2 separate regions of the Gasterosteus aculeatus genome follow, and region 1 is linked to region 2. A link is a contact called in public Hi-C data. All regions are on one chromosome and are shown on one strand. Each heading gives the region's core, a stretch centred on a gene start, on an enhancer-like site or on the middle of the called end of the contact. The rest is flanking DNA. Distances are from core to core; before and after follow the strand shown.

Evidence for each region. A called contact is a pair of places that touch in the nucleus more often than the background predicts.
Region 1: a contact with region 2 is called in a Hi-C map of whole body, with 6 times the contacts expected there. The contact joins the promoter of LOC120816084 here to the enhancer-like site in region 2. A contact is called at or near these places in 5 of 6 Hi-C or Micro-C datasets (liver, skeletal muscle, tail fin and 1 more).

The regions. Positions count from the first base shown.
Region 1 is chr3:16,192,822-16,197,329 of fGasAcu3.hap1.1, forward strand. It overlaps LOC120816084 (integrin beta-1), which reads left to right and starts at 3,092. Exons shown (of 16, transcript XM_040171403.2): 1 at 3,092-3,488. LOC120816082 (neuropilin-1a) reads left to right here. Exons shown (of 18, transcript XM_040171398.2): 18 at 1-1,054.
Region 2 is chr3:15,989,248-15,993,569 of fGasAcu3.hap1.1, forward strand. The region is part of intron 2 of pard3ab (par-3 family cell polarity regulator alpha, b); the gene reads left to right. Among protein-coding and RNA genes, the nearest start is that of LOC144405546, 4.3 kb to the left of the region's middle. Within about 2 kb of position 1,319, at least 1 of the 9 cell types and tissues checked has open chromatin away from gene starts, as enhancers often do.

The DNA of each region.
Region 1 (4,508 bases), core at 1,842-4,341, 210 kb after region 2:
AGCCGGCAGGACGCAGTCTGGAAATCCAGAAACGTCCCCCGGTGAAGAAGAAGAAGAAGAAGAAGAAGAAGACAACTGAGCTGTTTGTCATTGCACAGAGGACGGGGGCCTCGTCCCCCTCCGACCGGTGGCAAACTCGGCGCTTCGCTCGCAGAGATCAAGAAGCCGCCACGCGGGCGGGACACTGTGACATTAACCGTCTTCTGGTTCCGTCCGCTCGCTGTTCCACGTGTGCCGGAAACGTGGAGCGACGGATGTTCACAAAGACTCTTTGTTGCAGAGGAGGTCCGCTCGAATTCAAGCGCGGCCGTCCGGTCGCAGCTGCACGTTTCCCCAGCAGACGAAGGCGCCGTGACCGTGAGCCGGTTCAAATGGGTTTCAATATGTTTACAGCACCCGGGGCACCGCGTGGTCGTTTCAGTGCGGCAGGATGTGTGTCGATGACGCTTCTTCCCCTCCCGAAAACCAGAAAGGATGCTGCGGCACTACGCGTGAAAACAAATGATGCACTGATATATTTAAAAAGAAAAAAATGAATCTTGTTGTTTATGATGTTGATTTATGAAAAGAGGGAAAGACAGAAAGGGAGGGGACGGTGTTATCGTTGATTCTTTTTAACTGTTATAACTCTGTAGAAGTACAATTTACGGAGATGTTTTTCAATCTCGAAAAAGCTTATATGCGTCTCTTTGAAACGTAACAATTTTATTCACTTGGTATAATATCACCTTGTTTTGTACCGTCACTGATGTACGTGTTATCGTTTTATTCTTTGTTTTCTTTGTATGACGAGAAGAATTGTTTTTTTTCTAACTGCTTCTGTAATTTCTTTGCTGTCTCAGATCCAGAAAAAAAAACGAAAAGAAAGGAAATATGGAAGTAAAAAAAAAAAAAAAGAAATAGGAAAAAGCAGTGAGGCCTTAAGTGACTAAAAGTATTGTTTGTACTCCGACTTCTGGTCAGCACCCAGACTCATCCGTCTCTGTTGTCTCGGACTCTGATCATTGACTATTACATTCCAAAGAATTGGATCAAATAAATGTTTTAAGTAAAAGCCGCTGTGCTGTTTCTGTCCTCGCGCTCAGAGGCCCCGTTTCACGACCTCTGCTGGTTTCTGGGAATGGAGGTGGTTTGATTTGCCTCGTGAGGAAATAGTCCCGCTGTTCTTTGGATTTCCCTGATTAACGGGCGTGTTTGTTAAATAAATACATTAAGCTGTTCAATTCAACGAAACTGATTTGCACTTAATGGACGGATTACTAAACTCCCCTGGTTTTAACCCAGAAGACTCCAAATAACCACAAGGAAGCACTTCAGGTAGACCCAAAAAAATACAAAGACATTAGATGTCGAGCCATAAGATGTCCACCAAGAGACTCAAGACGAAGATCAAAGTGTGCGTCCTGCTTCCAAATGTTTCTCCTGGTCGTCCCGTTAACTTCCTCCAGAACGGTGACCTTCGTTCTGACAACGGTTCCCTAATTGCACGTCTTTTAAAACCTTTTTTTTTTTTCTTTAACTCTTTTTCACTACATTTCACCTTTTTTTCTTTTAGCTCCTCTACCTTTTCCCAATGCATTGTGGGTCTACAGAGCAGATCAGCAACGCTCTGATCTCATGAGAACTTCGGTGCAGGTGAGGTATGTGGTGCTCTAATTGGTGCCGAAGCGCCAACACACGTTTATTTTCGTCACAACAATTGGTCATATGTTATAATAAATAATAAGCTCTTTAAATGGTTGTTACCCGTCTTGTGCGTGACAATTCATAACAAGCAGGCGGCAAACTTTCTTCCCTCTTCAGAAACTCTTAAGGGGGGAAAAGGGAAAAGGCAAAGCAGGAGCGTGAGCCTCGGCCTCACTAAAGCGTTTGGGACTCGTTCTGGAAGTAGAGCAGCGTGCATAAACTCTCCCTGAGCTTATTATCACAAGTATGTGGCGGGTATGATTCTGGAGGAAATGGAGACGGAGACTTGGTGTGTCATCAGTCCAGCTGGCAGCGTCAGCTGTTTCGTATTCATCACACATTTCACTGTGATCACAGAGGCTAAAATGGGGGCGCTGGTCATCGGCTCACTGATCTCATTATTCATTTTTCCCATTTGGCTTTTCCTTCTGGTTTTCCACCAAAATGCTTGCAGGTGACATTTAATCACAGCGTTTTCCTTGCTTATCCACATCTTGTGTTAAATTTCCGCTTGCTTCAAGTTGGTATGTTCAGTTGTACGTATCACACTGCAAGCCTGCATTGCATGAATGAAGGAACTTCTACTTAAGTGAAATATTCAAACACCGGGATGCAAGATGCCACCGAATTACTAACTAATCATTTTAATTCATTCATCATCCAACTCATCATTTTTACTCTCTTTGCTGCTTCTTCAGAAAGGTTTGGCTGCACAGAATGAAGCTTTACTGACAGACTCACTTGTGGGTTAGTGGGAGTGGAGGTTTGAGGCGAACCTGTCTGCTCCAGTCCTCCGGGACTGAACTTTGTCACACAGGTGAGTGACAATAGCAACTTGGCCAAAAAACAGAAAATACATTTTACGGCTCTTTGGTGGGTTTTGTGAGGCACATTTGGTGTAATAAAAAACAAAAGCTAAACGCGGTAAGCATCTGTACTCACCTGCTGCACTAAAAGTACCTTTTTGATGGGCGTGATTTATCTTTAACTTGGTAACTGCAAAATTGTGACTCAAAGTCAAACATTTGATGATCCAATAGAATATGACTTAAAGCCCTGGTGTTGATTACATTATCTAACCGTATATAAAGCAGTTGACATAAGCAAAGGTTTTGACACCAACAGCAATAAAATGCAACACACCGCAGTAATATCAATACAGATAATAATAAATAATAATATAACACTTAACTACTCGGCGTGCAGCCTGATTTTAACACTTTAAGTAGGACTGCTGATACATACTTTTCATTATATTAATAAACTTGTTCTTGAGTGTGCGCGGGCGTGTTACTTGGAACCCGTTCACCGCATCGGAGGTGAGGAAGGGTTCACCGCGGCCAGGTGCGCTTGTTCCTTCACCCGCTGCGTGCCGCTGCTATTCCTGTGTAGGCGGGGTCTAAACTGGCAAGAAGACGCTCGTTGGCCCGGGGCGCAAAAAAAAAAAAAAAAAAAAGGAGGAGGAAAAAAAATAATCGACCCCGCAGCAGCCGCACCGGGCGGTAACGTGTTCGGGCGAGCCAGTTGACTGTTAACGTCCTCCAGTCGTTAATATACGGTGGTGGTCGGTAAAGCACCGTCAGCCGTTACCGCGCGCTGAGTGGAAACGTGACGCGCAGCAGTCGGCGGAGCGGCACGCGCTGCCGGATAAAACAAAGCGGACCCTTATAACAGTTTCCAGCTAACGTTCGGTCCTCGTCTCGGCAGCTGTTTTTTTTTCTTCCTTTTCTTTAAAAGAAAACCGTTTTTCGGCCCGATGTTACTATAAATCAACGGACATCGCGGTTTAGCATCAACACACGGTGAGTGTTCTTTATATCCAACTCCTATTCTTTTTATCTTCCACGTTGGGCGACTGCAAGCGAGGAAAGCGGAGAAGCGAGGAATGTTTTCTTCGGTCTTCGGGGCGAACTTTGGGTGTGGGAGACGGTACGTGTGTTAGCTTCCTAGCTAGCGGTCGAAACGCTCCATAGAATGCGCGTGGTTTCCCCTCTTCAGAGCGGCATTTCTACAACGTGGCTTTAAGCGTTTTCTTCTTCTTCCAGGCGGAACCCCCCCCCCCCAGCCCGTCCCTTAACACACCCGAATGTGGGTTCTGAACAGAGAGTAGGCCGCGAACCAAAGTAACGTTCCGAACCACCCGAAACCAGTGGGATACTCACGGTAGCTGTTTAACCCAAAGTCAGAACCGCCACAGAGGACGTGACGGTTCTCACCGCGTTTCAAACTGACTAAAAACGAGCTTCTGTTCTCTTGGGTTTTCTTCGCCAAAAAGTTTGTCTTTGTGACACTTTGTGCTGTTTCCCCCCCCTAAAAGGACACATTCACACGCAGTTTTTGGGGTCAATGTTTCACAATCGAACATCAAGCTCTTTAAGTTTCTCCATTTATGAGGGGGGGTTGTTTTATTGCTGAGAACTTCAATCGTCCCTGAAGTGGAGACTGTATTTCACAACTGAATGCTGCTAAAGTACATTTGGCCTACACGGTTGTTCTCTGCTCATGATGCCTTTTTTAGGGCACAGTATTCACAAAGAACAAGAGAAAAACACAACCCCCCCCCACTCCTTTTTTTTTTCCTACGACAAAGGCCGCACACATTGAAGACCGACCTGCAAAAGGAGATCTAAAAACAAACCACAGATGACCAGAATTGGTCTTGATTGGTAAACCAGGAACTTGGGGCATCTTGTTGGGTCTCGCTCACAGCTCTGATTCAGGACCGTCGACCGTGCAGAATGTCGGCCTGACAAGACCGGTCTCGCCTGCCTCGTTCACTTCCTGTAAAGGAATTGTATCCCGAGGGAGTGTTTTTTTTCTTT
Region 2 (4,322 bases), core at 69-2,568:
GGAAAGGACTTCTGGTTCTTCTGTTTGTGTGCGTTTGCGCTCAACCACAAAGACGTCCTGGACTGAACTGAAACTGAACACAGACACACACACACACACACACACACACACACACACGCGCAGGCTGTCAGGAGGGCCCGTGAGGTTACATAAACCCAGAGGAGTTTCTTAAAACAACTCAGGCGGGTTACTAGTGACGTGTGTGTGTGACACTGCTGCTTTCTCTAAGCTGCTCTGCGTACATCATAAATAATAATAATGTATTTAAAGAGTGAATCAAAGGATGATAATTGTTAACTCTGCAGTTTACTCACCATAAATCTCCCAGCATGCACAGGGTGGTTCATCCTAGACAAAGTGTTTGCTCGGATCGAATGTCGCGTCTCTCATTTGGCCCGCCTTGTTTCGTCTGTGGTTGATATTGATTTTTTCGGGGGAGGGAGGGTGGAGGAGAAGGAGTCTTTTTGCGTCGGCGGGAGGGAGGAGCGATCCTGTGATTAATGACTCTTTAAGACTCTTTTACCTGCTGGACGGCTCCTCCTGCTCCCCGTGAGCACAGCTGGCGTTGAGCTGGAGGAGCCACGTGAGCCCGAAGGCCACGGCTCTCCGGGGGCCTTCTAGGGACTTCTTCTCCAACAGCAACATGGCCCGGGGTGGACGAGAGGGCAGACACGCGTGGACTCGCTGCTGACCCCGCGCTTCACCCGGACTTCCTGGTTCGTTCCGGTTTACTTCCTGTGAACCTCCGCCAGGGTGATTGTCTCTCATCGTCCCCCTCGCAGGGCGAGCAAGCGTTCGCGATGACCTCATTTATTCCAGGCTCGCGTTTCTCCCGCCCTCCCATCCCCCTTCCCCCCTCTCTCCAGCCTCCTAACGAGAACAAGATGACAACTTTATAGGAGATTCGTCCGGGTGACACAGAAACTCTGAGACCAACCGCCCCTCTCACAGGCTGCAGCTAAATTATATATATATGTATATATATATATATATATATATTTGTGTGTCTACGGTTGGGATCCAACTTAGAATTTATCGATTTCTAGTAACCGATTGCCGTGTATTTATCCAATCAATTTGGTAACCACGGTAACACGTGGACGCTGTGGTTGTGTCCGACTCTCTGTCCTCTGCCCGTTTATTGATTCCGTTAAAAGATCATCAGCAGCGACCAAAAAGCACGTGCACGGCCGCGTTAGTCATCAGCGGTTGGAGGTGTTTTTGAACAGTGGCGGTTGCTATGACGACTGCCCCTCTGCACCCAGGCTCCAAAGCCACGCTGTGGTTATTAGATTTCTAGATAAAGGTGCTTTTTGTAATCATTACTCACACACGCTTCAGGTTTCACCCACACAAACGAGTCATGATTACACACGCGTGTGTGTGTGTGTGTGTTTTAACATGCAGTTAATGCACTTCCACATTGGATGCTGTTGCACAATTGAGCGCCCCCCTCCGTCCGGCCCACGGCGACCATGAACGCACCCGTTAGCGGTGAGATAACCGTCTGCAGGGCCGTCGTCTTCTTCTGTGGTCTCCCTCCTCCCTACAGTCAGGGCTCAGGGACCAGAGAACCCACAACACCGTACGTGGACCTTACATTAACCTTCGTACGAACATGTATGTATGCATACATACATGTATGTGCCGATGGACCCTCGGACAGACACTGCTCCCGTAGCGGTGACCACGAGGTGTGAACGTTCGCTCCCTAACAGGTGTGCGGTCGCTCCTGTCATCGGGGTGTGAGCGGGTGAACGATGACGTGAAGCGTTAAAGTGCTTTGAGTGCGATACAAGTACAGTCCATTTACTATATATAAGAAATATAAATACATATGAGAAGCTGTATAAACAGCTGGGACATTCACAGGATAGCAGCACCACTGATTTTAGCTTGGATTTGCTCCAGCAGTGGGAGCTCCTTCACCAGCGAGGCGACTAAATAAGGACCGATCGGAGAAAAAAAAGCTGAATCTGTGGAGCGCCGCTCTCAGGACGTCCCGAACCTTTTTAGTGCTGATAGCTTTCAGTAAGCCGACCGGCTTGTTCCATGTGTTCACCGATGCTGAAGTGGGTGAAAACCCACAAAGCGAACTTTGTGTGAATGAGCGACGCAAACGAGTGAGGAAATGGCAACCAGGAAGAGATCCAAATGTCTTGATTGACTGACACCCCAAAAACATGTTCCGTTCACTGCGGAGAGGTTGAGACGGGGAAGGGAAAAGCACAGATGTTGCTGAGGCGGGGGGTGAGGAGGTGAGGGGGGGGGGCTTCAAGGCCTTTTATCTTAATTGTGGTGGGAAAAGTGTCAGGAGGAGACAAAGACCATGTTTGAGGAATCAACAGGAGGTTGAGGATTATAGCGGCTCACAACAGATGATTGTGTGTGTGTGTGTGTGTGTGTGTGTGTGAGAGAGAAAGATAATGAGATTACAACCCCCCCCTTCCCCACCCCCCATCCATCTATTCTCTTCACTCCTGTCTGTTCTCCACTACGACGCGTCCTGATTGGCTGATCGGGGCCCTGAACCCACGTTGCAAAGTGTGATTCACGTCTGAATCCCATCAGTGACCCGTCGACTTGTCGACTTCTCATGAACTCCCTCTCATGACTCCCCCACGTATGAAACTAAAAGCCTGCGTGACTGTGAAGAGGAGGAGAAGGCCTCTTCTGCCCCCTAGTGGCCGCGCGGCAGCAGTGCAGCAGCCTCTCCTTTAGTGACCTGTGACCTCTTGCCTGGGCTCTGTCCCAATGCAGACTCCTTCCTGCTGGATCTAAGCGTCGTACTGGGCCGGGCCCTGAGTTAATTGGGAGAAATGGAACCTTTACTTGGTGTATTTCATATTTTTACAGGGTAATCGGCAGGTTCTTGCGTCCTCGGCAGTAGGCTGTTGGTGTTTGGTGTTTGGAGGCCGTACGTGGCTCATCAATGATTTGTTAACACCCAGGAAAACACATCAAGAACCTCGCTCTCTCTTTGACACCCCCTCTCTCCCAGTTTGGTTCCCACCACAGTGACTCAGCCCGCCCAGTTGTGGTCTGTGGGACCAGGAAGTGGGGTGCGTGTCCATTTCTCTCTCTGTGTGTGTGTTTTATTGTTCCAAAGTATGTGTTCTGTCTGCATCGTCTCTGAACTCGACAGACTGTAAACAAGCAATAACATCATAACATGTGAATGTGGAGCTGGTCAATAAAGGCCATTCATTTGACCGCTGACATGATGGATCTGTAACTGTTGCTTTCTGCAGAAATGAATTTGTCATTTTGGATATTTCCTTGAAATATTTACAAGTACGCGGTGTTCCTTTTAGGTCCTGATCAGGTTTACACACTTGACTGTGCTAAAGGAACCAGTGTGCGATGTCGCTTGTAAGGGTCCTAAAAAAACAAAGGAAAGCTACCACCTTATGGGATAATACTTTCTAAAAAGGTCAATTATATATAATTGACATATTACAGATCAATTATAAGTGATAAATGTTTCCCCACACAGAGCCACAGCTCCAACTAAACCGGTTGCCGTGGAAACCGGCTGTAGCACGGCGCCCGGCAGGTCCGTCCCGACACCTGATGGACAAAAACAATTTCCTGCTGCAGCTCCACTTGGTCTTTTTATCACTGTTTGAAATCAAAGACTTGCAGCACAGCAATGTGGAAAGAACCAAACGCTTTTCCTTTTAATTTCATGTTCAGAGTCCAGCTGATTAGAAACTAAATGTGATCTATTGGTGATTTTTTTTATAAAGCCACACATGCTCATCCTCAAAAAGCTGCGTCTCGCCCTCCTTTTACCAGCAGGGGGCAGTGTGGGTTCAGCTGTGAACCAACAGAGCAGGAAGTTTGTGCCTAAAGCTCCAAGATCTTAGATACCCCCCCCCCCCCCCCCCCCCACATGGCCATCACCACCCCCCCGTGCTGTCAACGTAACCAGTCAGGGATGCGTTTGAAATGCTGCGGCGGGAAAGATGCAGGCAGGAAGTGAGTGTTTGAGGGGAATAAACAGGATGTTGTGATGAGCTCTTTGTTTTCCGTCGCTTCCTTCCTCAGCCGGCGCTGCGAGAGATGGTTTGCCGTCCCAGATTGTACTTGAAGGCGTAAAGAGCTGCTTAAGGACTGTCTCTTCTTTGCAGCTCAGCTGGAAAACTTTGATTTCCTGTGATTTTACATCAGAATGTTGTTTTCGTGTCGGTTCCACACGTTGGTTCTTCCCTTCACTGCGGTGAATGTTGTCCAGCCCGCGGGGCCGTTAATGGTGATAACGAGCCCCGTCGCAGTGAGTTTATATGCAAACGCGCTGACGGATGAACAGAAAAGCCGGA